Regions from separate parts of the Mus musculus genome. Here regions 2 and 3 are each linked to region 1. Evidence: chromatin contacts called from public Hi-C and promoter capture Hi-C data. All regions are on one chromosome and are shown on one strand. The core of a region is the stretch at or near the end of the contact, and the rest is flanking DNA. Distances in the headings are between cores, read along the strand shown. Region 1 holds the start of Chtf18 (CTF18, chromosome transmission fidelity factor 18). Region 2 holds the start of Hs3st6 (heparan sulfate (glucosamine) 3-O-sulfotransferase 6). Region 3 overlaps Ift140 (intraflagellar transport 140).

Region 1 (3,245 bases), core at 362-2,861:
CAGGATAGGCTGAGGTCAGGACAAGTCCAGCCAGCACTAGACTCAACACATAAACTCCCCACTCCACTAAACCTACCTTGCTATCAACTTGCTCCTTCAGGGAGGCGAAGGGGACACCCAGCAGGTCCAGTTGGCCACAGCCTCGCCAGTGGACATCTAGAAGAGGGTTCTGGGCAAGACAGATTTATCATCTCTATAACCCTCCCAGGTCATGGAGGCATCCACAGTGCCCTTCTCTCCCCACCCCCCAAAAAAGGCTGACAGAGGGACAGAAATGACCTTTCCTAATTAGAGAGGGGATGGATATGGCCCTCAGATGGGCCTGGTCCAAGGGAAGTCAGCTTTAAGGTGAAGAGGAAAAGAAAAACAGAAAGCTAATATATGGGGTACAAGGCGGCACTCTAAGGCCACGTAGCCTCAAAAGTAGCACTGCTGTTTCCAACACTGGACTACCTGGCGTGCCTGTTTCTAGCAATTCAGATAGGTGAAACTGGCCTCAGAACCTGCTGAGAGCCTATTGGCAACATAAAAGAACCAATACCATGGCAAACCCCATGCTATGGCCACACACCTGCACCCCAGGGCCTATGAGGTCAGCCCGAAGCACCAAAAAGGCCCGTTCTCCACTTGTGGATGTCACATTGATATAATCTTCTAAGATAGGAGGCCGTCTCAGGACAGGATTGCGATTTCGGGGACTTGGCAATGTCTGCATGAGGTCTTTGTCAGCATTAGCATCTGAATACCTAGGAGAGACAAGCAGCTCCCTGTCACTCTCAAATGGGGTGCTTGACCCACACTCACTCCTCTTGCCGTCCCATAGACATCCACTTCCAGAGCCTCATGCAGGGACAGGCAGCTTTCCAAGTCAGAATTACATGCCCTTAAGCAACACACCCAGCATCCAACATCTCAGGGAAGACCTCTGGACTCGGTGGAGGGGTAATGTCCCCAGGAGGGGAATCTGGATATAAGAGCTCCTCCATATCTGGCTCAAAGTTCAGCTTCTTCACCACGTCCAACCTGGGTCGTTTGACCATGGGGCCTGCAGAGACAGAGGCAGAAAGAGGTGAAAGAATAGAAAACTGATCCTCAGAATTCCCCGACTTTAAGTGCTCAGTCCCCAATCGGACATACTGGAGGGCGCGGGCTGGTCCCTACGAACATTCTTTCTAGTATTGCGGTTGACATTTCCTGGCGACCCTGCAGGGCAGGGACGCGGGACAGTGTCCCCACCAGCGATGGCCTCTTCGAAGGTTAGCGGAGGGCGGCTCGCTGGAGTTTGGAGGGTCCCAGGAGGAGCCTGGTCCCGTGTTCCTGCTGAGACAGAGGTTGATAGCAGCAACACACATTAAGAAGCGAACTCCCAGCCGTTACCAATCCCATCCACACAGCTCTCCATGCTGCAGCAGGATGCAGCCACGACCCAGGACCCGCGCCCACCTTCCAGCTCAGCCAGCACTTCGAGCTCAGCTGCGAACTGGTTTTGGAAATCATCCTCCACACCATACAGATCTTCCTCGTAGTCTTCCATGGAGCCAGACCACAACTCCCACAGCTCAGAGTCCCTCAGAACTTCCCGCGCCGCCGCCACCGCGCGCTACCCCGCCCCGAGAGCCTCCAATACCGCCAATCAACAGCCGACGTTCCCAGAGGCGCCCGCCATTGGCCAGCGGGGAAGGGCGGGTCTTACTCCCAGAGGGCGGGAGGAGAGGAATAATAGTTCAATGGTTGGAGTGGAGGATCAAGAACGCTTTCTATTGGCCTGTACAGTAAGTAATCCGTGGGGGAGGCGGGGAAATAGGTGGGACTAAAAAAGCGCGTGCGCAGACTATTCGGGTAGGGCCTTACCATTCTTCAGTGGGCGGAGCTCCAGGCCCGGAATGCCATTGGCCAGTACGACCATCCATTAGGAAAGTGGAATGGGCAGGGTGAAAAGGCGGAGCTGCGCGCCAGCCAGGCCAAGACCTGGTTCCTAGTATAGGGAAGCGAGGTTGGATGCAGAGCTGAGAATTGACATCCTGGTCCCTTGGCCCTGTTGCAGGTAAGTCCTAAAGGGTCTGCCTGTGGTCACAGGCTGGTGGGAGGCAAGTTAGGGAGCGCTTGAAGTCCTGGGTGGTCCTGGGCAATAACCTAGCGTGAAGTGTGTAGGCGTGAGCTGGACAACCAGGCTGTTTATTCCACTTCAAGTCAGGGAGAGCTCCCTAACCCTGAGTCCATGGCAAGTCAGAATCACCTGACCTTGGCCAGACTCCCATTCCGGAGCTGACACCCCTGGCATGGGCCCTTGTGGAAGACATAAAGGGTTCCAGCAGGTTCTGGCCCCAGTAAGTGTGTACAGTACTTGAAGACCAGGTCAGGCACCCTCCTACCCCAGGCTCACTCCCACCTGCGTGCAGCCCCACCATGGAGCCTGGCAGCATGGAAAATCTGTCCATCGTGTACCAGAGCAGCGACTTCCTGGTGGTGAACAAGCACTGGGACCTGCGCATTGATAGCAAGACCTGGCGGGAGACCCTGACCCTACAGAAGCAGCTCCGACACCACTTCCCAGAGCTGGCTGACCCTGACACCTGCTATGGGTTCAGGTACACAGCCAACATGGAGAGCCCCACTGCAGCATCCTTCCAAAGGATGCTGGGACACTGGACTCTGCCACAAAGGTGCTAACCAGAGCACCACAGGGTCCAGCCACTGCTGCTCTTCTGCCCGTTCCCAGGTTCTGCCACCAGCTGGACTTCTCCACCAGTGGGGCACTGTGCGTAGCCCTGAATAAGGCAGCTGCGGGCAGTGCTTATAAATGCTTCAAGGAACGGCGAGTCACCAAAGCCTACCTGGCACTGGTAAGTCCTGGCCAGTTCCTGGGATGCTGTGTGGAGACCCAAGGCTCACAGCCTACTCCAGCAGGCCTCTCAACTGAAGCTCCGTGCCAGGCTTATGTGCCTATCTAGAGCTCAGCCACATTCCTCTCAGAGATGACAGTGTGGCCCAGTGAGCTGCATGTGATGTCCTTGCTCGACAGGTCCGAGGCCATGTCCAGGAAAGCCAAGTGACGATCAACTATGCCATTGGCAGGAATAGCACGGAGGGGCGGACGCATACCATGTGCATCGAGGGCACTCATGGTAATAGTGGTTTGTTGTGGGGGCCATGGGCATGTCTCCAAAGCCTGCGTGAATGGGAACGGCCAGACAGGTGGAAATTGGAGTTGGCTCAGGCTCTAGGGCTGGCCCAGTGGGCCCTTA
Region 2 (3,245 bases), core at 412-2,911, 970 kb before region 1:
ATCTCCAGATTTGTACCCCTTCCCGCCAAGAGAGCCAGAGGGAAGATGGAGAAAGAGAGTCAGCTTCCAAACTCTCAGCTGCTCCGGGCCAGTGTCTCCTGGAGAGTCTTCTGCCCTGTGGAAAGGCATCCTGCAGAGGAAATCACCAGCAGGAGGTAGGAACTTAGCCAGCACTGAGGAGATGGGGGGATTACCAGGGACTAAGTCTCAAGTGGTGACAACTCAGACTGTGAAGGTGTAATCGGGCAGTATGGGACCTCCCTGGGAGTGCTCAGAGGAGAACCAGCTTGTCTTCAACAAATCCCATTTACAGCTAGATCCGAAGAAGAACTTCCTAGGTCCCTACATGTACTAACATGCTTCCCAGACAGTGCTGGACTAAAAACCCGCCCACAGGGCTGCTGGCACCAGCTTGCCCTGACAAGCAAATGTAGCTCTGGTGTCTGGGACTAGTTTTGGGTGGTGCATGTCCCCCTTGTACCTAGCTGCCCTCAGGGTGGGAACTAAATGTCTGTGGGTCATTGGAGTTTTCTGTCCCTCAGAGGCAGCCTGCAGTGTGAGACTTGTTCAGATGCCATGAGACCCACGGACTGCTGATTAATAAACAGAGCCGAGGGCAGAGGCTGAGTAAGGGTACTGGGGCAGGGACTAGACTGGGCAGCCAGGAAAGTCGGACAGAGGCAGAAAGAAGAGGCGCCGTTACCTTTTCCCTGGTCAGGGCAACTTATTCGGCATCCTGGATGGAGTCTTTCCTCCTCTGCATTCCTAGTAAGCAGCTTTGTAGACTCGGTGAGCCAGGAACAGGACATGGAGGCGCGGGGGTGGGGTGGGGGTGGGTGGGTGGGGTGGGGGTGGGTGGGTGGGTGAGAAGTTTCTGCAGTGTCTGGTAGGTTTCACACATGTGAGGGCCCCGGGAATCTCACTATGCTCAGAGGAAGCTCCACAGACAGAACCCAGATGCCTCCCCTGCCTCCTAGTACAGGCCTTTTCACTCCTGGGGGGCGAGGGGGCGTGTCACCGCTTTGCAATTTCCCGAAGGGATCACTGACATCTTGGGGAGGCCAGCTCTATTTGATACAAGGACTTTAAAATGGTGGCCCGACTATCGGACAAGCTCTCTCCACAGGGCAGGGCTCCCACCCTAATGAATGGCTAGGTGGACTGTTGGCAAGTAATGCAACAAGCATTCCTGTCACAGGCTCAAAGATGCATGGGGACCCTTTCCGCGCCGGATGTATGCCTGGCTCCATCCTTCCTGCACAGGCGATTCCTGGACACGGTGTCCTCCGGTGATGAGGCCCTGGCTCCGGGAAACAGGGGCTGAGGCCGCACACCTGTCGCCCTGGTCCAAAGGGGCAGAGATAGACTTTTAAAGGACAGAACGGGGATTCCCACTCGCCCAGTCTTGTGTCCCTCCGCGCCACGCATTCCCGTAGTGTAAGAGCGAAGACTTTGGAGCCAAGCGAACCGGAGACCAGCTCAGGAGGAGTGTTGGGGTAGCTGGGATAGCTCCTGGTCGCTCTGGAAGTTAGCTGGAGTCGCTAGTCCCAGGCGAGGGCTGGGGAGGGGCGTCTCGGCCCCGCCCCGCCCCGCCCCGCCCCGCCCCGCCCCGCCCCGCCCCTCTCCGGCTCCAGGGTTGCGAGGCTGCGGAGCTCAACCCAGAAGCCGGGCGCCCTGGGGTTGAGCGGGCGACGCACTATAGCCGGGATGCGCACCTGTCTGCGGTTCCCGCTCCCGAGCCTGAGCGCGAAGCGACCCCATGGCAGGTAGCGGTGGCCTGGGCGGCGGGGCCGGTGACCTCCAGGGTGCGGGGACGGGCCAGGGGACTGCACTGCGTGCTCTCCGTGCTCCGCTGGCGCTCGTAGTTCTGTTGCTAAGCGCCTACTGCCTCTTCGCCCTCCCCGGCCGCTGTCCACCTGCCGCCCGCGCCCCTGCTCCGGTTCCTGCACCCGCCGAGCCGCCCCACACCTCCCTCCGTCTGAGAGCACCCGGCCTGCCGGTGGCCAGCGGCCCGGGGCGCCGGCGCTTTCCTCAGGCGCTCATTGTGGGTGTGAAGAAAGGCGGCACGCGCGCATTGCTGGAGTTCCTGCGGTTGCACCCCGACGTCCGTGCACTTGGCTCTGAACCCCACTTCTTCGACAGGTGCTATGATCGCGGCCTCGCCTGGTACCGGTGAGCGTCCCTGCTGGTCCGCGCCTCGTCGGTGTGTGCCTTGGACTGTGCTTTCTTAGAACCCAGGATGAGTAGGGTAGAATCCTGGGCACTGGGTCTAAAACAAGCCTGTTAGGGAAATAGCCTTGATTTCCTGGGCACAGCGACCCTCGAAGGAGAGGCCATCTATAGCCAAGGGTCGCAGGAATTAGAAAATCTCAGAGAAAACTCTGTTCTCCTGTTGGGTGGCCAAGGGACTCAGCGAGGCATGATCCTATCTTGAAAGTAGTTTCAAGCGAGTGAGATAACTGGGCAGGTAGACTTTCCTTTTTAGAGGGTCAGGGAATTGAACCTGAAGCCTCAAATGTACTAAACGAGTATTCTACCACTAAGCTACTAATATATATCCATATATTATTATGGTTTATATCAATATAATCCCGGTGGAGCTACTTGGCAGCCTTAGAGATACTTGGAGCTCAGTCACTTTATCATCCCTTCGTGTCTGTCCATTCCCTGCTATAACTCTGGGTAAGTACTGGTAATTATCTGACCACTAGTCAAGTATATTTTGGAAGGGCCTCCAGGTTTCCAGAAGTGTTCTAGAAAGTGCCTTTCCACCCCTAAGAATCTCTCCCTCACCCTGCATCAGGGAGCCCTCTATAGCTGCTGGAGTCTGAAGAAAGTTAGGTCTGGGCTTTGAGGAGGGAGACTCTGCTCTTTGGTTTAGCCCAAGGGTGGGGACTGGAATACACCCTTCTGTAGCTGTCCTTTCTACATACAGGAGGACTTGGGATGCAGCAGTGGAATGTGGGGAGCACTACCCCAGGTACAGCAGTATGTCCTGGTGGATGGTCAGATTCTGGTTCCTCCCTTCTGGTGTGACTACCCACAGGCTCCGCCCACCGCCTCCTGCAGGCATCGAGGGCCCCCTGCTCCTTCATGTAGGGAAATGGGGCTATATTGGCTTGCCTCTTCTGCAAGCCCGAGCTGAGCCATGATAACCTGGAGAGTCAGTGCGGGTGGCACACTGACTGTTTCCCGGGTTCTTCTGTACTCCCGTTTGCTAACTCTGCCTTTTGCACTAAGACCGG
Region 3 (3,245 bases), core at 307-2,806, 680 kb before region 1:
TCTTCTGCCTCTGCCTACTGAGTGCTAGGATTAAAGGTGTGCATCCCCACTGTTTGGCCCTTCTCGTTTTTTTTTTTCAGGGAATGGTAGGAGGTCACAAGGGTTGGGGGTGGCAGAGCTGGGGAGAATGGGAAGTGAGCGTGATTGGGGTGCGTGATGTGAAATTCCCAAATAATCACTAAAAATATTATGTAATAAAAAGAATAGAACTTGTGTGGTTGTGTAGTGAGAATGTCAGGGAGTTGGTGGAGGATGGGAAAAGCCTGGGAGGTTTAATCAGGAAAGGCTGGAGGGCCGCTTCTGACAGTGAGGGGGAGAGAGAAGTAGGCTCCTCCCACATCCTGAGTCCCGGCTAAGTGTGTGTGGTAGCTGAGAAGTGGAAGCTGTGGAAACAGAACAGGTATAGGTAAGCTTGACCTGGAGACTGCCTTCTTCCCTGCAGTAATGTACCCATACTGCTTCTGCTCCATCTGCCCACCCTCAGTACAACGCTCCACCGCTCATTGCTGACTACCAGACTCAAAGATCCAGATACAGAGTCATTTAACTGCTCAGTGCGTGTTCTCTCCTTTTCTGGGCTCTCCGATAGCTGGCTTCTTCCTGGTTCACCTCATTTTTAAGCCCCTAGAAGAGACATTAATTCCTTAGGCATTTTATTGAGATGTAAAATACAGGACATATGACTGTGTTATAAGTGTGGATTGTCTTCCACGAGTGGCATATGTCCAGGATGTGACAACCATCCTGGCAGAGGTACTCTCCCATCTCACTACCCAGAAGGCCATGCACCTAACATCAGCCACATGAAGAATATCATTGCCCACCTAGACCAACTCACAGGGACGGAGGTCGCCATCTGTGTACCTTGCTACAGTCCGCCATGTGTGTGTGACCACAGAGCACTTCTTAGCTGAGGGACCTGTGCATCTTTGATCCTTGCCCCGAGGCCTATGTCACCGAGACTGTGCAGAAGGGAGACCTGTCTTCCTATGGATCCAGCCCTGGTCTAATGCATGCCAGCCCCTCAGCAATCACTACTGTTCGCGTGAATGTTGTTCCGGAGAGAAAGGGGGCACTGCACCACAGACGAGCATGGCTAACTTGTTCTTCTTTCCCCAGGGGACTGTCAAACAACTTCTGCTATTCTCTGAGACCGAGGGGAGCCCCTGCTTCCTGGACGTCTGTGGGACTTTCCTGGTTGCAGGGACAGATTTAGCTCATTTTAAAAGTTTTGATCTTTCCAGAAGGTACAGTTTCCTTCCACACTCAAGTATTAAATGCTGTTTCATTTTTTAAGTTATGGGGCAATTTAGTAGACAGGAAATTGGAACAATGTCTTATCTCACATGACACCTTTTTTTTTTTTTTGTAAATTAGAAGAGACCTTTTATTGGTTCTAAGATGAACCTCCTTTTCCCTGGACTAGGGGGTTAAGTACACAGGTGAGAAGAGGTGAGCTGAACAGAACACTCTACAGTCCAGGGTCTCAGCAGTCAGAGAAGCTCATTTCTGTGACCAGCAGGAAGGTGCCAAGAGGACGCTGATGTCATTCTTCCTCCTCCTGTCCTCACACAGGGAAGCAAAAGTGCACTGCAGCTGCAAGAACCTGGCCCAGCTGGTCCCTGATGTGGGGAGCATCACTTCTCTGAGATGCAATGCAAATGGGAACAAGATCAGCATCCTCCTTAGCAAGGTAAGGCCAACATCCCTGCCGGCCTTCTGATCCATATGAAGGACCTCCGAGGATACGGGCTGTGCCTCTGGGCCCTGGCAGGACCTGACAGACATAGCTGTTTATTCTGTCTCCTCAAGTCTTTTAGGTCTTTATGTCTAACCTTCTCTCTAGCCCCTCCTTGCTTCAGATCCTTCCTCAGTTTCTGCCTTATATCAGCTCTCTCCTGCCTGCTTCCATCTTGGGACACACACACAGTCTGTTCTTTTGTGTGTGTGTTTGGGGTGTGAGGGGTGGAAGACAGGGAGGATTGTTGTTGATTCAAGACAAGGTTTGTCTGTGTAGCCCTGGCTGTACTGGAACTCACTTTGTAGACCAAGCCGGCCTCAAACTTGGAGATCTGCCTGCCCTTGCCTCCTGAGTGCTGGGATTAAAGGTGTGCACCACCACCCCTGATCCATACTCTGTTCGTATGTGCTCACCTGCACACACTTTCCATATTTCCTGCCCTTCTTGGTTTTCTTCGGAATCAGCCGTATCTTCTTTAGAGAGCTCTTTGTCCTTTTCTTGCTTGTCTTCTTCATCACCTAGCCAACATCACAAGACAAGACCACTCACCGGGCAGTGGTAGCGTTAATCCCAGCACTTGGGAGGCAGAGGTTTCTGAGTTCGAGGCTAGCCTGGTCTACAGAGTGAGTTCCAGGACAACCAGGGCTAAACAGAGAAACCCCTGTCTTGAAAAACCAAAAAGAAAAAGAAAAAAATGAAACCCTGTCTCCAAAAACAAAAGAAGAAGAAGAAAAAGGAGGAGGAGAATGGAGGAGGGAGTGGTAGGCATGCTAAGACAACAGCAAAAATGTCATTGTCACTTGTACTTTGGTGTCCCACTGACCCTGACCCTAACGGCAGCTTGGCTGGAACAGGGAGGACAAGTGGAAGTTGATAAAGTAATACAAAAGAAAGTAAGGACACAAAGTGGCGGCAGTGTGAGACCCATAGTGGAGAGTCCTCCAGACCTGGGCAGGGGAAGCTGGGACAGTGATAAGAGAATATCCATGACCCATAGAAACCCTGTGTGCAGAGGCTGGAGCCATGACTCAAAGGTTAGGACCACTTGTTGCAGAGGACCTGGGTTCTGTTCCAGCACCCACCTACTGGTTCACAATCATCCTTAACTCAAACGCCAGGGGATCTGACAGCCTCTTCTGACCTCTGTGGGCACCAGACATACATGTGCTGCACAGACATACATAGACATATGTGTAGTCAGTCACTCAGTAAGGGCAGACAGAATCCCCTGGACAGCTCTGCAGCAGTTGAGCCCAGACAACCTAGAGCAGCTGAACCTGAACCCAAGATCCAGTTGTTTTCTCTCACTTCCCTGGCCACTTCCCAAGCACTCTGATGAGGCGCAAGGTCCATGCAGTTTTCAGAGATAGCATAAAAGAACCCTCAGCTGGGGGCTGGTGAGATGGCTCAGTGGGTAAGAGCACCCGACTGCTCTTCCGAAGGTCCGGAGTTCAAATCCCAGCAACCACATGGTGGCTCACAACCATCTGTAACGAGATCTGAC

Evidence for each region. Promoter capture Hi-C pulls out the DNA fragments that hold promoters and counts their contacts. Hi-C and Micro-C count contacts between places; a contact is called where the count stands out from the background.
Region 2: a promoter capture Hi-C map of embryonic stem cells shows a contact between it and region 1, with 2.6 times the contacts expected there. The contact joins the promoter of Hs3st6 here to the promoter of Chtf18 in region 1. A contact is called at or near these places in 2 of 39 promoter capture datasets (embryonic stem cells and hippocampal neurons), 2 of 115 datasets of contacts at active chromatin or transcription factors (large pre-B cells and pancreatic cancer cells) and 1 of 9 other capture datasets (liver).
Region 3: a contact with region 1 is called in a Hi-C map of B cells, with 7 read pairs. The contact joins the enhancer-like site here to the promoter of Chtf18 in region 1. A contact is called at or near these places in 7 of 39 promoter capture datasets (the 3T3-L1 cell line, the C10 cell line, HPC-7-derived erythroid cells and 3 more), 1 of 484 Hi-C or Micro-C datasets (B cells) and 2 of 9 other capture datasets (embryonic stem cells and pancreatic islet).

What each region holds. Positions count from the first base shown.
Region 1 is chr17:25,725,804-25,729,048 of GRCm38.p6, forward strand. It overlaps Chtf18 (CTF18, chromosome transmission fidelity factor 18), which reads right to left and starts at 1,612. Exons shown (of 22, transcript NM_145409.2): 1 at 1,444-1,612; 2 at 1,138-1,317; 3 at 898-1,045; 4 at 572-746; 5 at 77-169. The coding sequence starts at 1,534. Rpusd1 (RNA pseudouridylate synthase domain containing 1) reads left to right here and starts at 1,914. Exons shown (of 6, transcript NM_028009.4): 1 at 1,914-2,044; 2 at 2,400-2,588; 3 at 2,720-2,843; 4 at 3,023-3,125. The coding sequence starts at 2,407.
Region 2 is chr17:24,751,327-24,754,571 of GRCm38.p6, forward strand. Hs3st6 (heparan sulfate (glucosamine) 3-O-sulfotransferase 6) reads left to right here and starts at 1,662. Exons shown (of 2, transcript NM_001012402.2): 1 at 1,662-2,172. The coding sequence starts at 1,760.
Region 3 is chr17:25,043,930-25,047,174 of GRCm38.p6, forward strand. It overlaps Ift140 (intraflagellar transport 140), which reads left to right. Exons shown (of 30, transcript NM_134126.3): 13 at 1,120-1,247; 14 at 1,576-1,693. Among named protein-coding and RNA genes, the nearest start is that of Ift140, 29 kb to the left of the region's middle. Within about 2 kb of position 1,557, at least 42 of the 459 cell types and tissues checked have an H3K27ac peak or open chromatin away from gene starts, as enhancers often do. A contact at or near this core is called in B cells, where this site is marked.